Linked DNA regions of Ovis aries: all the other regions are linked to region 3. The links are chromatin contacts, called in public Hi-C maps. All regions are on one chromosome and are shown on one strand. The core of a region is the stretch at or near the end of the contact, and the rest is flanking DNA. Distances in the headings are between cores, read along the strand shown.

What was found. A called contact is a pair of places that touch in the nucleus more often than the background predicts.
Region 1: a Hi-C map of mixed tissues shows a contact between it and region 3, with 6 times the contacts expected there. The contact joins the enhancer-like site here to the promoter of UNC50 in region 3. A contact is called at or near these places in 7 of 16 Hi-C or Micro-C datasets (blood, liver, mixed tissues and 2 more).
Region 2: a Hi-C map of tail adipose tissue shows a contact between it and region 3, with 2.7 times the contacts expected there. The contact joins the promoter of MGAT4A here to the promoter of UNC50 in region 3. A contact is called at or near these places in 6 of 16 Hi-C or Micro-C datasets (blood, hypothalamus, liver and 3 more).

The regions. Positions count from the first base shown.
Region 1 is chr3:102,405,578-102,409,076 of ARS-UI_Ramb_v3.0, reverse strand. All of the region lies in intron 5 of CRACDL (CRACD like), which reads right to left. Among named protein-coding and RNA genes, the nearest start is that of MGAT4A, 96 kb to the left of the region's middle. Within about 2 kb of position 1,971, at least 7 of the 54 cell types and tissues checked have an H3K27ac peak or open chromatin away from gene starts, as enhancers often do.
Region 2 is chr3:102,501,607-102,505,175 of ARS-UI_Ramb_v3.0, reverse strand. It overlaps MGAT4A (alpha-1,3-mannosyl-glycoprotein 4-beta-N-acetylglucosaminyltransferase A), which reads right to left and starts at 1,651. Exons shown (of 16, transcript XM_060413949.1): 1 at 1,574-1,651.
Region 3 is chr3:102,636,524-102,640,295 of ARS-UI_Ramb_v3.0, reverse strand. It overlaps UNC50 (unc-50 inner nuclear membrane RNA binding protein), which reads left to right and starts at 2,499. Exons shown (of 6, transcript XM_012173801.4): 1 at 2,499-2,537. It overlaps LOC101109345 (cytochrome c oxidase assembly factor 5), which reads right to left and starts at 2,445. Exons shown (of 3, transcript XM_004006150.5): 1 at 2,286-2,445. The coding sequence starts at 2,384.

The sequences.
Region 1 (3,499 bases), core at 722-3,221, 230 kb after region 3:
CCCCAGCGACGACGTGGGCTGGGGTCACCCCTCTGTAAACCTGAAGGGCCAACATTCCCTGCCTGCTCTCCTTGGGGCTCCCAAGTGTGCACCGTCCAAACAGACGGTCCACCCTGGCTCTGAAGTGGGTGTCTGGGAAGGAGCTGAACGTCTCTGACCCTGAACTTGGGCCTCTGTCCCCGAAAACCCACCTGCTGGCCACCACGGCTCATCTTCCTGAAAGGGGACTGGGCCCTCGCCTCTGTCTGAGCTGTCGTTCTGAGAGTCCTTGGGGCCCCTTCCTGATTAAGGAGAATCAAGCTCTGTCTCTGATCAGTGAGGCAACTACGTGAGCTGGGCTGAGATCCGGGAGAGGAGGAGAAGCTGACTTGTCTTTTTATCTGCGGGCCGGCAGCTTCTGGAGCTCATGTTTACACTGCTTGCTCCCAGTTCTCCAGTATTCCTGGAATCTGTGCTTCTGGATGATTCTGGAAGTGGAGCATTTAATAGGAGTCTAACAAGTTGCTCTTTGTTGGGGGACTGTGGATCAAAGCCCTGAGGAAGTAGCCTGGGGTTCAGAGGCTTCTGTGGGGTTACCCTGGGTGACAGCTGCTTCACCCTAACCGTCCTCAAAAACAGGGGCCCTGACACTGAGGAAGGGGTGGAGTGTGGTGCGTGGGGAATGGGTCCCCGCGCGGGGAGGCACAGAGCTGCCTGAGCCCACTCCGTTCTCCCCCAGGTCCCAGAGGCAACGGGCCAGGCTGCGGCCTCACCAGCAGTGATGGCTGTGCAGCCTTTGGCTGGCAGAGCTGGGCCGTCTCCCTTGCTCTCTTCCTCATCACCCAGAGCAAATGAGACCTGCCAGTCTGCCACCCTTGACCCCCTGTTTCTTACTTAATGGCAGGAAACCTAGACAAGGACCTCTTAGGTGTAATTTTACCTTAAACATCACTAAGCAAACATCATCCATTGTTACCTCACATGCTAGAGCAACTTAAAAATAATCCCATATATTTTCTGAAAAACCCATTCACCAGGAAATGTTATCTTGGCAGTGTCACCAAACACATTTTACTGAAGACCTTTTCTTCATAATAATCTTCACTAAGTTTCTCTGTCGAGCAAGTGGGCCTGTGTGAGGTGTCACAACAGGAAAAGATCAAACAGCCCACAGTCCCATCCTTTTGGGGTTTATGGTTCCATTATATCAAATGCTGTGTGTGTTGTTTTCCCCTCTTGGTTGACTCACTGGGCCCTAAAAACTTTCAGGGCACAAAATATGGTCACTGCATCTTCAAAACCACAGCAATAAATATATATATATTTTTTTAAGTCTTAAAGTCTCAAATTTTGGTTACCGATGATGCCAGTGAATGGGTCCTATTACTCAATTAAAAAAAAAAAAAAAAAAGAATGTCACCACGAAAGGAGGGATGTTGAAGACAAGGTCAGCCCTGCCCCGTATGAATGGCTCCTAGTCAGACTGAAATTTGTGCATCATGGCACTTTATGGGTTTGAGGCTGGGTTCACACTTGAATCCTTAACAGATTTAGAAGCTACCAACTCTCCTATACTGTCTATCCCAGCTGACTGTCCCAGCTAAATGCAGAGAACCATGTTGCTGGGAACGTCAGAGAACCATGGGATGGAGTGGAGGTGAGTCAGTCTATGGTGGTTCACGTTCCCCCACCACATGGTACAAACACAAAATCACATCCATTCCTGAGGCTCCGCCAATGAAGATGCCGAGATATGAGTGTTACCTGGTGATGACACCTTACACGGCCATCAGCCTGCCACCTTTCCCCAGCACCCGAAGGGTGCAGGGTGAGCCTGGAGTCCAGGAAATGGGCCACACCTTCCTCCGTGTCTCCTCTGCTTTCTCGTCCAGCTGGGAGAGCAGGTGCGGGTGGCCCACTGCCCTCTGACCTGCTCGTGGAGCAAGTAGGGCAGAATTCTGGAAGGAGTCATTCTCTGGCCTGCTATGAGGGAACCCCTGCCCTGGGTGTGTTCACACTTCAGCTATACCACAGCCCTTCCTCTGCCTTCTGAGAACCCACAGCCACACCCAAGTCAGGTAAATACTCCTTTTCCTGCTTTTGAACTCTGGTGCTGGAGAAGACTCTTGAGAGCCCCTTGGACTGCTAGGAGATCAAACCAATCAATCCTAAATGAAATCAACCCTGAATATTCACAGGAAACACTGATGCTGCAGTTGCAGCTCCAAAACTTTGGCTACCTGATGCGAAGAACCGACTCATTGGAAAAGACCCTGATGCTGGGAAAGACTGAAGGCAGGAAGAGAAGGGGATGACAGAGGATGAGCTGGATGGCATCCTCGACTCAATGGACATGAGTCTGAGCAAACTCTGGGAGAGTGGAAGATAGGGAAGCCTGGTGTGCTGCAGTCCATGGGGTTGCAAAGAGTCAACATGATTGAGTGACTGAACAGTGACAATCTGCCTTTGCAGGGGAACTTCTGAGCTTCCCAGCTGAGCTGACTGCTGAAGCTATTTCAGAGCAGCACAGAATCTGCAGAAATCCCCCAAGGATGGCCCTTGACCAGGGCACTCGGACCCTCCGTGGGCACACAGGGCAGGGATGTGGCTCTAGCTAACGGATGATGGCGCTGGTAATGCCAGCTCCACCCACCCCACCAGGCGGCTTGTCTACAAGGGGAAAATGGTCGTCTGTTTGGCCACTTATGCATTCGTGTAGCACCAGTGACATATATTTCATCATTCAGCCCGCCCTAGGGACTCAGGTGGTGGCAGTGTGGGCCGTGCTGTCCGTATACAAGGGGAAAAGGCTCAGTTCTTCCTCCTGGATTTCAAAGCGGATGGGGGGCTTCTGGGATCAGTCTCCCCCCTTATGGGGTCAGAGACACCTCTCCTGCTTGTCAAACTTTCCCTGTTGCCCTGTCCCCCAGCGCCACATCTCACATTTCTAGCCCTAAACCAACAAGTTCTCAGAGTCCCAAACGCAGACGCAGGAGCCTAGACTAAATTGGATGTGTTACCACTCGCTGCTTGTGCGCAGTCACTCAGTCGTGTCCAGCTCTTTGTGACCTCACGGACTGAAGCCTCCAGGCTCCTCTGTCCATGGGATTTCCCAGGAAAGAATACCAGAGTGGGTTCCCATACCTTCTTCCAGGGGCTCTTTCAGATCCAGGGATCAAACTCGTGTCTCCTGCATTGGCAGGCAGATTCTTTACCACTGAGCCACCTGGGAAGCTCCCTTCTCCCTCCAGCCAAATATCATGAGGACAGAAAGCAGACTCCGACTGTTTTCCGTTTTCAAATGGGATACCTGCTCTGGTCATCTGCTCAGACAGGAAAAAGGAGGTTGACTGCATCAGATCTACAACCACCGTGGAAAATGCTCCCCAAACCGTATCCCTGAATGAGACTTGAATTTCTGCTCAAAGAATGAAAATAAATACAGCCCAAGGATGGACAGTGGGCTCCAGTGAGCTGGCTGGAATCCCTCCAGGCACATTGAGCGGGAGTCTTCATGGGA
Region 2 (3,569 bases), core at 402-2,901, 130 kb after region 3:
GTAGTTCATACAGCCAAGAGCCCTCTGGGTTGACTAACTGCCTAAGGCAGAAGTGACCCCTATTTGTTGTCAGCGTCCACGCTCACAAAAATTTCAATCTAACACCTTGACGCTCTCTGAGACTATCACTTAACACATCGGAATCCTTGACAACAAAAAGGCAGTGGCTAAAGTTACTGGTCATCTTCTCCATCCTGACAAAGATGTTTCGAACTTTCAACTCCAGATCTCAGGCTGGAAAAAAATGTTTTATTAACAGTCTTTTCAGGGCTGCAGTCCTATGTTATTATTAGATACATAACCTTTGATTTGAAAGTGTTCTCCGAAATAGTATGATCCACGGCTAAAAATGCTTGACATATGATTTCACTGTCATTCCAGACAGAACAGGGGTGCCTGAAGAAAAGGCACCCTCATGAGTACCATGATGTAAGCCCTGTAACTTTATTCAGCGCGGTTTTGTTAAAATTCATTGGTTTTATATTTATAATAGGATTTCTATTTTTCCTTAATGCAGCTTACATAACTTCATCGTCCTGTACGTTTTCAGATTTACACGATGCGGGCTAAAGAAACCTTTGTTAGGATAACCTGTTAATGACAGTGTTGTTGTTTTTTAACATTCAGAAAAAGAAAAATAAACCATTAAACGCAGATTATTCACTTCTAAATTTAGCTTCTAAATTCAAACGAACGACGTTGCCATTTTCTTTGGCCAGAAGTCGTCCGACAGCAAAAGCACAACAGCAAAATATATGGAGAGGACTGAAAACAGACACTGCGCCTGCTTCTATTTCGCAATCCGGATTGTAAGCAATGAGCGGGATCCAGAGAAGCACTCGCTGCGAGAAATAAAAAGCGGGCGCGCGAGTGGTCTGACTGCCAGCTCATAAAACACGCCTTCCCGCTGTCACCTGGTGGTACCCTCAGTGGAATCACCCGGCCCGACCCGAGGATCCCACTCGCAGCTTCCTCGATAGCGAGGAACTGGAGGCCTGGGGATGGGGGTGCGCTTACAGAGGACCCGCAGGTCTTGACTTTGTAGGAAAATTCGCCAGAACGGTGCACGCCTTGGCAGCAACCCCGGCCCGCCTCGCCCCCGCCCCACCTGCCCCGCGGCCCCGGGACGCCGCCGACTCCGGGACGGGCGTGAGCCCTGGGGCAGTCCCGCGAGCAACTCTGCCTCACCCCCCAAACCCCCACTTTCCTTCACTTTGCCCCAAAGTCAGCGAGCCCCGCCGCGCCACGGAGCGCCGAGAGCGCACCAGGCGCCCGGTCGGCCCCCGAGGGAGCGCGCGGCACCGAGGGGCTGCGGCGGCGGAGCGGGGCTGACGGCGCGCCCAGGACGGCCCGGCCCGCGCCCGCCCCCGAGGCCCAGCCCGCCCGCGCCCCGAGACGGCCCCGCAGCAGCCCGAGGCGCACGAGCTCCGGGCCCGGCCGCGGCGCCCGCGGCTCCGTTACCAGCAGGTGGATCTCCCGCGACCCGGCGCCGCCCCTCCATCCCGCGCCCTCCGCGCAGCCGCCCTGCGCCCCAGCTCGCAGCTGCCCGCACCCGCCGCCGCGAACCCCTCACCCGCCGCCGGCGCTGCCAGTCCTGCCGCGGCCGCCGCCGAGCCGCCACCGAGCCGCCGCCGGGCGCCCCCGCCTCCCCGCGCGGCTCCGCCCCGCCGCCGGGGCGCCGCGGCCCCCGCGCGCGGCCCCGCCCGGGACCCCGCCAGCCATTGGCCGCCTGTGCCGGCCCCCGGGCGCCCCCGCGCGGCCCAGCCGCCGGCCGGAGGCCCGCCCGGTTGTCATTTCAGGGGCGCCGCCTCGCAGCCTGCACCGTTCTCGTGAGATCTCCCCGCTTCACTCACTGTCGCCGCCGGGTCTAGAGCGGCGTCTCCGGCCCGGGCTCTAAGCGCTCGGCGGCGCCGGGCCGCCACATCTGGCTTTAATCCTCTCGGGCGTGTGCGCGGAGGCAGCTCAGGCTGCCAACAAAAGGCCCCGGGGAGCCCCCGGCCTCCGCCTGGCGCGCGACCCGGCCACCCGGGCTGCCGCGGCCTCGGCGCCTTCCCCCAACTGCGGTCCGCAACCCGCCGCACCCCCCTGGGCAGCATTCCCAGTGACCGGTCCCGGGCCAGCTCCCGCCCCAATCCAGCAAGAGCTTCCGAGGCTCCGCGGGTCCAGGCGCCTCACCCACTGTCTCTGGCCCTCGCGACATCCCCACTAATGGGCATTATTATCCTCAGTTTACCGACCAAGAGACCAGGACTAGCTTTAGCAACTAGCAAGAAGATAAATAAACTAGGTTGTTTAAATGCAGATCCTTTGAGTGCTAAAGCTGCTGATTTTCCCACTACACCACGCTCTCCTGTCCCTTTCTCGCAAGCTCCATGTCCTAATCTATCACCATTTCTGTAAAGTTGGACGTTAACTTGAGAACCAGATAGATGATCATCTATTGAGAGGTCTGAGTGGTCTGCCTGTTTTTCTTAGTATCCTTTGGTACTAGGACTTGGGTTAGTAACTGGCTTGAGGGCCAGATTTCCTATAGTCTATGACAAAGACAATACCTAGTAGCAAGCTGGCAAAAATTTCATGACCAGATGTAAGTAATAAAGGCTGAAACCTACTCGGATACAACCTTTGATACATTGATATATCTTGCCTGACATATGTCTTGGGAATGGAAAGCCCAAAGCTTTCTATTTGGTGTACAATGCTCAACGACAGGCAATTTCCATACAGAAGAAAGCAGTGGCATTTAACAAAGCCATGTCCACAAGACTGGCCAAAAGATTAAATTGCCCAGGGAGCTCCCCATTCTATGGGAAGGAAACTGGAGGCCCTGAGAGATTAACAGTACAAATAATAATACAATACAGGACTTCCCCAGTGATCCAGTGGTTAAGAATCCACCTGCCAATGCAAGGGACACGGGTTCAATCCCTGATCTGGGAAGTAAGATCCCACATACCGCAGGGCAACTAAGCCCACGCGCCAAAACTACTGAGCCGCAGTGCCGCAGCTACTGAAGCCCACTTGTCCAGAGCCCTGTGCCCTGCAACAAGAGAAGACACTGCAGTAAGAAGCCCCAGCGCCGCAACTAGAGACAGCCCGCGGGCAGCAACGAAGGCCCAGCATAGGCAAAAATAAATACATAACACAATACAAACTGATACAGTGATGTAGGCACTAGTAAGCGATCCAACCAGAATTCAAACCCAGATCTGTTTGACTGGGTTTGAGTCCCTGCAGCATTCCTGTACCCCTCTGCTTGTATCTTCAGCAGCTGACAAAATCTTGTTGAGTGGATGACTATTAAAAAGATACATTTCACTCCACTTTCTCCATTTTTTTTCTCTCAGGAAGGAAATGAAAGCATTCAGAAACATTCTAGAAGCAGAGGCATATGTCAGAGAGAAAGGACAGCTGCAAAGGGCAAGCTTCAACGATGGACTCAATGGGCTTATCCAGGAAGACAGCAGAATTCCCCCTGGACAAAGGTTAGCGGAGAACTAACATCAAAAGACAAAAAGCAGGACAAACAGAACTGCCTTCCTTTGGGGCCCTTCGTGATGGCTTATTAC
Region 3 (3,772 bases), core at 1,250-3,749:
TCAATATGCCAACAAATCTGGAAAACTCAGCAGTGGCCATAGGACTGGAAAAGGTCAGTTTTCATTCCAATCCCAAAGAAAGGCAATGCCAAAGAATGCTGAAATTACCGCACAATTATACTTATCTCACACACTAGCTCAAAATTCTCCAAGCCAGGCTTCAACAGTACGTGCGTGAACCGTGAACTTCCTGATGATCAAGCTGGATTTAGAAAATGCAGAGATCAAACTGCCAACATCTGTTTGATCATGGAAAAATGAGAGAGTTCCAGACAAACATCTACTTCTGCTTTACTGACTATGCCAAAGCCTTTGACTGGGTGGATCACAATAAACTGAAAAATTCTAAAGAAATGGGCATATCAGACCATCTAACCTGTCTCCTGAGAAACCTGTGTGCAGGTCAAGAAGTTAGAACTGGACATGGAACAACAGACTGGTTCCAAATCAAAAAAGGAGTACATCAATGCGATATATTGTCATCCTGCTTATTTAACTTCTATGCACAGGATATCATGAGAAATGCTAGACTAGATGAAGCACAAGCTGGAATCAGGATTGCTGGGAGAAACAGCAATAATCTTAGATATGCATATGACACCACACTTATGGAAGAAAGCAAAGAATCAAAGAGCCTCTTGAAGAAAGTGAAACAGGAGACTGAAAAAGTTGGCTTAAAGCCCAACATTCAGAAAACTAAGATCCTGAAGTGCAGTTGTAACTGGACGTCCTGTGTTTTTATGCTCAATCTGGCCGCCTTACGGGAGGCCCCGAACATGGCAAATAGATGGGGAAACAATGGAAACAGTGACAGGTTTTACTTGGGGGGCTCCAAAATCACTGCAGATGGTGACTGCAGCCATGAAAGTAAAAGACGCTTACTCCTTGGAAGGAAAGTTACGACCAACCTAGACAGCATATTAAAAAGCAGAAACATTACTTTGCCAACAAAGGTCCGTCTAGTCAAGGCTATGGTTTTTCCAGTAGTCAGGTATGGATGTGAGAACTGGACTATAAAGAAAGCTGAGCACCAAAGAATTGATGCTTTTGAACTGTGGTGTTGGAGAACTCTTGAGAGCCCTTTGGACAGCAAGGAGATCCAAGCAATCCATCCTGAAGGAAATCAGTCCTGAATATTCATTGGAAGGACTGATGCTGAAGCTGATAATCCAATACTTTGGCCACCTGATGCGAAGAACCGGCTCACTGGCAAAGACCTGATGCTGGGAATGATTGAAGGCAGGAGGAGAAGGGGATGACAGTGGTTGAGATGGCTGGATGGCATCACCGACTCAATGGACATGAGTTTGAATAAACTCCGGGAGTTGGTGATGGATAAGGAAGGCTGGAGTGCTTTGGGGTCGCAAAGAGTTGGACACGACTTAGCGACTGAACTGAACTGAATACCAGAATCCAGGTTTGCCAGTCGGCTTTGAACTTCACTGGGCTTCCCAGATGGCACTAGTGGTAAAGAACCACTAGCCAACCACTTGCCAACGCAGTAGATACAAAAGACACGGGTTCGATCCCAGGTCGGGAAGATCCCCTGGAGGCGGGCACGACAACCCACTCCAGTATTCTTGCCTGGACCATCCCATGGATAGAGGAGCCTAGAGGGGTAGGGTCTACGGGGCCGCGAAAAGTAGGAAACGACTTAAGGCACGCATATCAGACTGGCTCCAGAGAAGACCTGTGGCTGTACTGAGGGAAAGATAGCAAATTCCTGTCTCCCATCACAGCACCTAAAACCACAAGTTCAACGGTAGGGGGCGCGAGATACAAAGTGGTGAAAATAAAAAAGCTGCCTCTTTTACAGCTTATCCTGGAATACACAGAACTCAGCAAGTTCAGACCAGCACAAAGTAAATACAGCATCTATTCAGCCACAACTGAACTGAGAAAGGAGGTTTCACGAGGCAACACAGTATGGCAGGTTCATGTAATTATGTGCTAATTTACTGGTTCTCATTTTCGAGGGCTCCAGAAACCTGTGATTCTCTCCTATATGCCTCCAGAACCCAGGAGAGCAGCAGCATTTCGTGTCTCTGCACCCGAGATGGTTTAAACTTTACAAAAACCCAACAGGGCAGCACGGTTTTCTCCAGTTTCACCATTGGGAAGTCAGGTTCCGACAGTGGACTCGCCCAAGTTCACTAAGTCGGTGGAGAACTAGGACCGCGAACTCGGAGGCACGACTCAGCCATCACCGGGGCCCGCCAGGGACCCTCCGCCAGCCTCGCCTCCCCGCTTCGGGCCTCGGTCATCCGAGCACCCGGCCGCGCTACCTTGAGCACGCAGTCAGACTGCAGCAGACACAAGCCCAGATCCTCCTTCACGCCCGCGCACGCGCCGCCCTCAGGCTTGTCCTCGTAATATCGGGGCATGACTGCGCCTCCAGCTGGCCGCGGCCTCCACCCTCTCCTCCCGAGACGGCCCAGACTCCTCAGGACGCCAGTGACGCCGCGGCGGGCGGAACCGGAAAAAGACCGGTAGCAACCACTTCCGGTGGGCGCGCGGCGAGAGACGTAACGCGAGAGGTATCGCGCGCGGCGTTTGTGGGTCACGGGACGCGACGCGCCCCCTACGTGGTTGACGTAGCGAGGAGGGAAGTTGGCCCAGCGGCGGCTGGGTCGGCTGCTGGGCGGTGGTGGCGGGTGTATGTGAAGCCGGTGGACGCCGCCGCGGGGCTCCAGGTGAGGCCTGCCGACGGCCCCATCTGCGCGCGACTCGGGCTCGCCGGTCGGCCTTTTCTTCTGGCAACTTGCGGCCCCACATCACCCGGCCCTGGAGTGACCGCGCCCGGGTCCGGCTGCTCGGCCTGCGTTGGGGCTGCCAGACACCATCGCGGAGGCTGGTTACAGCCGAATTTCAGATAGCAGCGAATGATGTCTGCATAGCTGCGGGTCTCACGCAGTGTTTCGGACCTGCTTATATTACAAATTATTGTTGTATCTGCGATGCAGTTGTAATTGGACATCCTGTGTTTTTATGCTCAATCTGGCCGCCTTACCGGCGGCCCCGAGCCGGCGGGGAGCAGCTGGCGTCCTGGAGGCCTGGGGAGTGGAGCCCGACACTGGGCTGCCGGGGCGGGACAAGGAGGCCGGACGATGACCAGCGCCTCCCTGGCTTCAGGCTGGTTGGACTGGACCCCCACGCTGTCGTTCCCCTGATGAACTATTCAGGAAGTAAAACACTATGCGTTTGAGTTTTGCCTTGTTTTTACATCCCATGCTAGTGAACGAGTTGCTTGTTGGTGAGGCGCTGATGGTCTTGTGTGATAAACCATTTTACTTTACGTCGTCGGGAACATCGTTTCTGTTTGGCTTCAGCAAAGGCTTTTCCTTAAAGTCTTGATTGTTAGCACAGATGACAGGTGGACTTTTGATTCAGACTGCCTGAATTTTGGCTCTATCACTATCTCTGCTTCTGGAGAAGGGGTGGGAGGAGGTGGGGAGGTGGGGAGAGGTGGAGCAGATCTGAGGATTGACAGAAATGAAGTACAGAGAATGGGTGGACCTTGTAAAAGCGTTATTATGAAGGTTCAGAAGGCCACGGGGCAGCCCTTTCCTGAAGTGCAATGGGCAGTTCTCCAGCTCCCAAATCAGCCTCAAAACCAAATTTACCCTTTTTTGAGTCCTGCCTCTTCTCAGGGATTGGGGCCAAAATGTAAGGTGACTTGTCTCCTAAATAACTCACAAGAGGGGTGCTAGAGGCTGGCAGTTTCTTCTGATGATTTGTATTAATAATATAAATTTTTCCTCCCTTCTATCTA